2 separate regions of the Mus musculus genome follow, and region 2 is linked to region 1. The links are chromatin contacts, called in public HiChIP or PLAC-seq maps. All regions are on one chromosome and are shown on one strand. The core of a region is the stretch at or near the end of the contact, and the rest is flanking DNA. Distances in the headings are between cores, read along the strand shown.

Evidence for each region. HiChIP or PLAC-seq counts read pairs in DNA pulled down with a chosen protein or histone mark.
Region 2: an H3K27ac HiChIP or PLAC-seq map of large pre-B cells shows a contact between it and region 1, with 2.5 times the contacts expected there. The contact joins two enhancer-like sites. A contact is called at or near these places in 2 of 39 promoter capture datasets (the C10 cell line and second pharyngeal arch cranial neural crest) and 1 of 115 datasets of contacts at active chromatin or transcription factors (large pre-B cells).

Annotation. Positions count from the first base shown.
Region 1 is chr2:43,736,598-43,741,218 of GRCm38.p6, reverse strand. Gm39804 (a long non-coding RNA gene) reads left to right here. Exons shown (of 3, transcript XR_866182.2): 3 at 1-2,884. Among named protein-coding and RNA genes, the nearest start is that of Gm30374, 9.5 kb to the right of the region's middle. Within about 2 kb of position 2,223, at least 125 of the 459 cell types and tissues checked have an H3K27ac peak or open chromatin away from gene starts, as enhancers often do.
Region 2 is chr2:45,251,356-45,255,976 of GRCm38.p6, reverse strand. It overlaps Vis1. Among named protein-coding and RNA genes, the nearest start is that of Gm28643, 120 kb to the right of the region's middle. Within about 2 kb of position 2,491, at least 10 of the 459 cell types and tissues checked have an H3K27ac peak or open chromatin away from gene starts, as enhancers often do.

The DNA of each region.
Region 1 (4,621 bases), core at 974-3,473:
AGTCAGAAACATTTAGCACTTGATCGTGTGACTGGATATGGAAGTTTAGAGTGGTCACAGAAAAGAGAAAGGGTCAAGATAGGTCCCAGTGCTCAACGTAAAGATTGCAAAAGGAAAAAACAGCAACAGCAAAAGAGACACATTTTACTTTAAGAAAGAGAAGAAGGAGGAGCTCAAATTGATTTTAGCTACAGAATGGTGAAGGTCACTGTAGCCTTGATAAAAATAGGTCTTCTTGGATATGGGAGAAAGAAATTTCATTATGCAGAGATGCTGAGGTGGATCAGGGAATAAGGACACTTAGTGCCAATTCTGATGACCTATGTTAGACCCATGGGATCCACGTGGTGAAAGGAGATAATCAAATCTCAGAAAATGTTCTCTGACCACTACACATGCATCTTAGTACAAGCAAACACAAACATAAACACATACATAAACACACACACACACTCACACACATGCACGTGCACACATGAGCACACACAAACACCTGCCCACACGTACTTCGGAAAGGAAAAACCTATTTTAATAGATAAAAAACAAGAGCTATGACCATGTTTTAAGGAACTTTTATGTGTCAAGAAATGTTAAAAATGAGAGGAAGATACGGTGCCCAAGAAAGAAATGGAGCCACAGGGACTCATTTTATATGTTTTTGCTTCTTTAGACTGGGAAATGAACACAAGAATACAGAAAATGAGGACTGACAGGAACAAGAAACTCAGGATACTTAGGAGGGAAAACAGGGAATTGTGGGAAATGTCCTCAGAAACGGGAGAGGTGCCTGTTTGGAACTAGGTATTAGGGTAAGCCTTGGCCTTGGCTGCGAGTGTGAGAAGTCTCAGAAGCAGAGATCTAGCTTGAGTTCCAGGGCAAAATGAAGAAACACAGAGATTTTTCCTGCCTGGAGCCACTAGAACTTCCCTTCTGATTGTTGCAGCATAGGAGAATGGTAAGGAGAACTAAGATTCCAGAAAATGAGACAAAAATGAGGTTTTCAGGAGGAAGGGGCAGGAGAACAGCACAGCAATGTGAAATTGTGTACTGTCAGGAACATCCAGGCCAACCTGTGTCCTGGAGCTTGGACACAGGGTCTTGCAGAGATGTTCAAAATGACCTAGGGAGGTTCTCTGAGGATCATAGTAGGACTTGGGAATTCTGTGTGTTTTTAAGTACCGGCATTTGAAAAAAATGTGTGCATATGTGATAAAATTTTGATTTCTTATGCAAGAGTGGATTACAAACATCAGAATCAGATATTGATAGGAAGAAAATTGTAATCATTCTCACAAACTAGGGTTATACCCTTATGCGGGGAAGAAACTGTATGTACCCAGTCTCTCATTTTGATTTTCAAGGCTGAAGTCAAAGCTGGGCTAATTTTAATGATTCAGTGAACAGAGGACCAGTTGTTGCTATGACACAAAACAAGCAACTTGGTGGAGCAGTGACTCCAAGGAGAGGAGGCAGTGTTTTGAGCTTCATGTGTAGACATTGATAATTAATGGTAATGAGAGGAAAGGGGAACAGACCAAGGTGGGGAAGTGTGACATTTCTGATAAGACAACGTGTGATACAGGACCTGGAACTACTTAGGCGTTTAACCCGAGGGCTGAGATTCAGAGAAAGAAAAAGAGAAGTAGAGGCAACGTTGAGTTTGCTTAGGCATCTGAGTTATAACTGAAGTGTTTATGTGTCTTAAAGCAGAGAGCAAACAGGTATCACACAGAGTCTGAAACGTCAAGGCAAGAAGAGGGACTTATGGGTATTGTAGAAGTTCCTAAGCTGTGCAGCAGCAATTTAAAGATAAGAGCATGCGACTCTGTCATGTTTCATCCCCCACTGCCATCAAAGCAAGGCTACTGCACCTTGATATATTGTATTCATCTTGCATGTTTGCGTTTTATATCAAGAAAGGCTCTACTCATGTAATTTATTTAAATGTTTACAAAGTAAAATTCTTCAGAGGCAACTCTAGCCTCAGAATGGCTTCTTAAGGCCTCAGGGCCGTGGGTCATGTACACCGGTCAGGTCTCAAAAACCATGGGTCTGCCTTCTGCGCCCCGGGCGTCATTTTGAGAATTCTAAATATTTCACTCTCGGATGAGAGAAGCAGAAGCAGCAAGAGGTGTATTTACGAGACGACGTTCCGTAGGTCAGTGGCAACGAAAGCTGTGGTGAAAACTTCCTGTTGCAGCAACACTCCCTTCTGAGAGGATGCTCTCTGCCTGCACAGGCAAAGCTATTAAAGCATACATTAATGCCAAGCTCATAATCAAGCCACCTCTGAAATGAAGCTGCCTCTCAGAGTGACAGGGTCTATGGAAATCACCAGCTAACTGAGCCAAGTTGAAAGGAACGCAACCCCCGGGCCAGAGAGTTTCAAATCAGCAAGGGAAGGAGGACGTGGCTCCAAGGCTCACTGAAGCCATGAGGTAGAAGCCATTGCTGCCTTGAATCCGGACCATAGAGTGTCTACAACTGCAACAAAAGAGGAACTTAAAATAGACAAAACCAGGAAAGCTTCTGATCTTGAGGCAGAGCAAAAGTTGAAGAGAAACTGAAAATGAGTTCTTGCTGAGGCGCTAAAATTACAATCACTGGTCTCATATTGAAACCCAATGGTAGACTCCAATGTTAAACAGCTTTCAAGGCAGGGAAACCTCTCTGTCCTTTTCCAGAAGCAGATGAGAAGTGGCCACCACGAATCAGTGCTCAGCCGTCGTCCCCAACCCCAGCACTAGTAGGTGTGAGTCCAGTGTAAAAATGCACTCTTAGCGAGAAACTGTCAACCTTTCCCAAGGCCTGTAGTAAAAAACAAACAAACAAAGAAACAAACAAACAAAAAAACAAAAGCAAACAACTAAAAATCCCAAACACACACACACACACATACACACACACACACAAACCCAAAGCAAACCAAACCAACCAAACAAAAACCCCACAAGGAATAGATCCTTAGACTAAATATCAAACAAAACCTGGGTTTTGGTAGGCAACTTAAAGGGCTGATTATGTTGCTTTGGGGGCCTCTGGAGTCTCCGTGACCAACAGCTCTGTGACAGAATCTTTCTCCTAGCTCTGGGGGCTTTTTCTCCTCACTACTTACAAAGTAGTAAGTTTCAAAGTGGTTTCTTCCTACAGTCTTTGTTTTGGTGTGCCATCCTCCTTTGCTCTCCCCAGCCCTGCCTCCTCTGTGCTTATGCCTCCTGCCTCCAGTGCACTGCTCCACCCCCACCCCACCCTACCCTCACCTTCCACCCCCACCCCCACCCCCACCCTCACCCTCCACCCCCACCCCTATCTACTTTCCTCTTATCTAGATTCCACTTTATTTCTGTCTGTTGAAAACAAAAACATCTGTAAAGCATTTGCATTCTTGATTCTTCCGTTGATAGACACCTACCCTTCATCCACTCCCTAGCTACGGTGACTAGAGCAGCCAGAAGCGGCGATGATCATGGATCTGCAAAGTGTGCAATACTATGACGTCACATCCTTTATGTATGTGTCCAACTGTGCCATAGCCGGGACAGACGGTAGCTATAGTTTTAGTTCTTTGAGAAACCTACAGACTGGTTTCCAAAGCAGTCTAATTTACTAATTTACACTCTTATCAAATGTAAAAGTTTCCATTCTTCACATCTTCCTGGCATTTACAGTCATTTGAGTTCCTAATGTTGACCATCCAAGTCAGAGTGCAGTAGACTCTTAAAGTTCCTTTGATCCACATTTCCCTGACGACTGAGAATGTTGAACTCTTTGTTAAATGTCAATTAGCCATTTGTATTTTTCGTTTTGACAGCTCTATATAGTTCCACAGCCCATTTTTAATACACTATTAAATTAACTGAGAATTTTGAACTGTATTTTGATCTATATTCATACGGACTCCTCTGGCTAACTCCTCCTAGATCCTCACCTACCTCCGTACATGTCCACTTTTGACTAACTTTGTCTTCTTTCTTTTCTTTGTGTCTATCAAATCCAGGTTTTGTTGTTCATAACTTCTGGGTCTGCAGTCATCCACCATTGCATGATCAACTTAACAGGGACCACATACCCCAAGAGATTAACTGAGTACTTCAACTGTTGCTTACCTCAGACAGTTTTGGTGAATTCTGTGGGTTTTTTTTTCCTCCGCCAGATTATCTAATCTGAAAAAAATCCATTTAACTATTTTCTTATCTGAGTTCCCCTTCTTCCTTCCTCCCTCCCTCTCATTCATTCATTCATTCATTCATTCATTCTCTTGCCAAATGCTCTAGCTAGAATTCTCAATAAAACAGAGAACAGAGTGGCAGAGATATAGAAGGAGATTCCCTAATTGTTTGATTGGGTAAATAAAGACAGCAGAAGGTAGTCACTGGGCAAAGACAAAGAGGCAGGTTTTCTGGGTTCCAGGAGGAAGAGGAAGGGATGATACAGAAAAGAGGCTTTTAAGCCAGGCTGTGGAGTGTAGAAAAGGGACACCGTGTTGGCCTGGGGGCTATTAGACCCAGTGGTGGCCTCTGACACCAGAAGAATTCCACATAGAATAGCTGATGGGTTTAGGACAATAGATTTCAAGCTTAGCAATTGTGACATCTGGCTGATTTTAAATATTAAGATTGTT
Region 2 (4,621 bases), core at 1,242-3,741, 1.5 Mb before region 1:
ATTTACATTTATAATTGACGAATGTCATTACATTGGTAAATAGACCTCTTAAACCTGGCACCATCTTAAAAGTGTGCTTCTACTAAATTACATTTTGCATTCTGTAGTATTGCAATTTATTTTTATTTTACATAAAGAATTGTGGGATGTAAAATGTTAATAGTCTTATACCAGCCCATCGGTGGGAAATGTAAGGAAAGATTTTTTTATAAGAAAGGAAGGAATTATTTACAGAGAATGTCAACCGACTCCTGAGCTGGCTAAACACAGGCAGAGAAGGAAGACCTTTCCATAGCAGACTTCAGGGCCTCATCATTTATGGCCACAATCTGTGCCTCTTGTCTTCTTTTCAAATCCCAGGAATGTATGAGTGAAGCACATTCTTCCTCGGCCAGTGCCTGCTCAGGCAGCTTACTAATTTGTAGCTTAGTAAACCTTCCACTGCACTGAGCACCTTGAGGTTAGCACATCCCTAATCATTACTTGATAACAGAAATCTGCCAGCATCACATCCCTAGTAACAAGAACATTGTATCTTAGCAACCAGCCTTGATATTCAAACAATTTCATTAAAGCATCCACCTCTTAGCAGGTGGGTGAGTGCGGGTGTTGATAAACATTTATAACATGATCACCCATTGTGTTTGCCAACACTATAATCAGCATGACAAATTCACCAATGTGTTTACAAGCTCCTAGATAGCCCATCAAGGCAGGTAAACTACATCTCAGACCAGTTAAGGGATCCAAAGATCAGACTCTTATTTGAAACGTAGAGTTTTCTTAGAAGCCTATCAATTTAAGAGATTGTCGGGCTCCTTTCAGTACGAAGCTATCATTAATATTTCCACTGTGGCTTAATCTACAAATAGTTGAATTTAAATGTCTCAGCAGAAAACTCTGTGGAGAAACAATGACAACATTGAGAGTCCTGAGCGCTATGTTGAAAAGGACTGGTTTTCCATCTCTGCGTGGAGAGCTACCTAACAAAGGATCCGTGGTGTTGATCTTTACCATTAACATCAAGGACTTACAGGACACCAAGATAGTAAAGCCTACTTCTTAGGAGAGAAATGGATGCCACAGCAACTTGGTTCCATATTTTATAGACTTCATTACAAATGTATTTACATTCACTTAAGGTGATACTGAGCTGCCAGCCTCAGGAACTGCTCTGCCTATGAACAAATTCTTACCTCGGTTTTTTTTTTAATTTATTTAATTTATTCTATGCACATTGTTTATGTTTTTGCCTGCAAGTATGTCTGTGTGAGGTTGTCAAATCTTGGAGTTACAGACAGTTGTGAGCTGTCATATGGTTGCTGGGAATTGAACCAGGGTCCTCTGGAAGAGCAGCCAGTACTCCTAACCACTGAGCCATCTCTCCAGGCTCAACTCTTACCTCCTGCTCAGTACAATCCACACTAACATTTAGCGTTTGAATTTGTTTGAAATTATGTTTTTAAAAGATTTGCATTCGTTATAGTGACCAATCAGAAATGCATACATACATGTTTTGGATTGTTTTGTTTTGTTTTGTTTTTCCTTTTACATCCAAACCAACCATATAGTCACCAAAACTAAAAAGCCTTTTAATCGTTAAATTTCCAAGACAGCACTTTTCTGTCTTCAGTTACATAACACAGCTCCTAAAATGACTATAAGTCCCAAACCTGTGATTGCTCAAGTGTTTCCAGATCCAAAGTTCACTCCAGCATGCCCAGGCGAATAGGTACAAGAAAAAACAGGAGCATTTTGCTTTCTGAAGTTTGAACCTTGAACTCAGAGCACATTCAGGGCCTCTGGGTTCCTCATCTTTGAACAAGCTATTAATCTACCTGAAATAGGTGAACTTCAGTGAAGCATTATCAAATAGGTAACAAGTTCCCTTTCAAATTAAAACCAGTCAGGATGAAAAACAAGTTTGTTGACCTTGCTTGTTCACCGTGAACCATGACACGTCAGTTAATAGCAGCCACCTGCACCACTCCAGACTTCTTCAACAGCTAGCACCACAAATTTAGAAACATTCGGAGACCAAAATAATGAGCCTGAAAGACCAACAGCTTCACAGTCTTATATCATCAGAGAAGGAAAAAAAAAAAAAAAGGAAGATGGAAGAAAGAGAGGGAGGGTGTAAGGAAAGGAGAGAGAAAGAGAGAGAGAGAGAGAGAGAGAGAGAGAGAGAGAGAGAGAGAGAGGGAGAGGGAGAGGGAGAGGGAGAGGGAGAGGGAGAGGGAGAGGGAAAGGGAAAGGGAGGGAGAGGGGGAGAGAAGGAGGGAGGGAGGAAGGAAGGGAGGGAAGGAAGGAGAGAAGCAGGGGAGACAGGTAAGGAAAAACTCTTCAGGAAGAAAAGAACACTAAAATCTTCAGAAGTTTTAGTCATGGCATAAAATTGGGGCTAAATTAAAAGAAGAAACATAGAGCATTTATGCAAGGAGTATTAGCAGGGCAGGGGCCAAAGATCAGAGGTGGGATGGAGAGAACAGGGGGCCGGGGGGGGGGGTTGCATCATTTATTAAAGCCACTGCTATACCACAGTAGTCATTTCTGCTGATTTCTCCAAGGCTTCTGCTAACAATTGCCTTTTAATGCTTTATATATATTTTGTGCATATTTACTGAAGAAAACAGTACTTGAATCTTGAGGTTATGTGGGCAAAGGTTATTTGGAGCTAGGTATCTGATATGGCTTTAAGGCTCTCTGTCGGTACACTATTAAGTTTATTTATCAGCCTCTAATTTTCCTAATCGGTCTCTTCCAAAATTATGCCTTTCTCATGATTTCTAAGTGAAGTCTGAGGCAAGAACCAGTGTATTCTTGAACGTGTAAAGGTGTGCATAGGTGAAACAGACACAGAAAATGTTAGTTTAAATTTTACTTAAGACATCAGTAACTTCATCTTACTTTTATAAGAGACCTGTAAAACTCACTGGCTTCATATTTGCTGGGGTGTTTCTTATAATCTGTGGTCCGTAAAAATACTAGCTTTCTAAAATCAATACGATCCAAGCTGAAATATATGTAATATAATTCTTGAAGAAGCAGGAGTTCTACAATTTTGCCTTCTGAACAGCATTGTACATTGTGGGTTAGCTTGCAGCAAATAGAAAGTATCACCTTGTTGCACAGAGCACTAGCTGGTGAGGTTCCTTCGAGTTATCTTTCTTTTTTAACAGTTAAGGCACAATGTGTCACCCACCTTAGAAACCCATCTCACAGAGAGGTGCCCACTAGCACCAGGCACCAGCGTAAACTTTTAGGTAACTAACAGCAGTTGATGCATGCGCAAATAGAGGAATTCAACTAATACACAGCTAACATGTTTTCAACTCGGCTGCTAAAATATTAAAACCTGGGTCCCAGAGGCCACAGGTAAGAGCTGATGTCTGGAATGGCTTGTCATAGTATAAAGTAGTGCTCTGTAGTCCCTGGCAAGGAGCCACCTTCCCAGCAAGCCCCAGGGCAGCCCCTGTTAACAAATTGTGAAGATTAGAAATTCTGCCCGGTTTCCAGTGCTTGCTTTCTGTATGGTACTTTCCACCTGCGGGTATCAAGGGGCAGAATAAATATTAACTCCCAGATCCTGTCAGCTTTACAAACCTATGAAGATGGGAAACTACAGTTTGCAGTTAGAATTCCTTACTAACTCCATTTTTCTCTGTTTCCAGAGAGTGAAATAAGATTTGTATTTCAACAAGGCCTGAGTTTAAATTAAAAAATAAAAAAATAAAAATCAAGATACCCATGGAACTAAAAATCTCAAAGTCTCCCTTTCTAACCATAATCAATTCTTTTTTGCACAGTTGCTTGCTTTGCTGCTTTCTTCCTTCCTTTCTTTCCTTTTCATGACATGCCATATACTCACTATATGCCTCTGAAGTGCCTGGAACTCACTGTGTAGACTAGACTGGCCAATCCTTGTTCTAGATTGAAAAACTTCAGAATTATAATCATAATCATTTCATTCAGCAAAGTCAAAGAAAAGGTATACTTCAAAACAACAACAACAACAGATCTTTAACATAATGTCCGTGGAAATATTATAAAACTGTATTGCAAATATCTTATCTTTTAAAGGTGAGCAAGCTGGCCAATTTACCAGGGAAGTGTGCTAAATATATATAGCCCTGATAGCTTGAAACTATTTAGCACCTCCAGGGGACAAAGATTAGAACACTGTGTTTTTACTTTTTATTTCTTTATTTATTTTTGCTGTGATTTGCTTTGGTGATGAGACAGGGTCACTCTTTAGCCCAGAATGAGCTGGCACGAGTGACTCCTTGCCTCTGAATCCTGCATGGGGTCACTTCAGGTACATGTCACCACCCTTGGTTTAAGATTACAACTTCTTCTCTATTCGTGTCTGATATTATAGACTTTTCTATTTTAAATCTTCTCCTTTCCTATAAACTGTGACTATCTAAGTAGTTTATATTTCCTTCTAGGTTGCTGTATCTTATATAGTATTAGTCAAGGAAACCCAGATGCTAGAACTAAAAGACTAAAGTCTTAATGAATGAGGGTCTGTGGGGGTTGGTTTTGCTTTGTTTTGTGGGGTGGTATAGTTTAAGACAGAATTTTACAATATAGCCCAGACTATGCTATAACTCACTATATA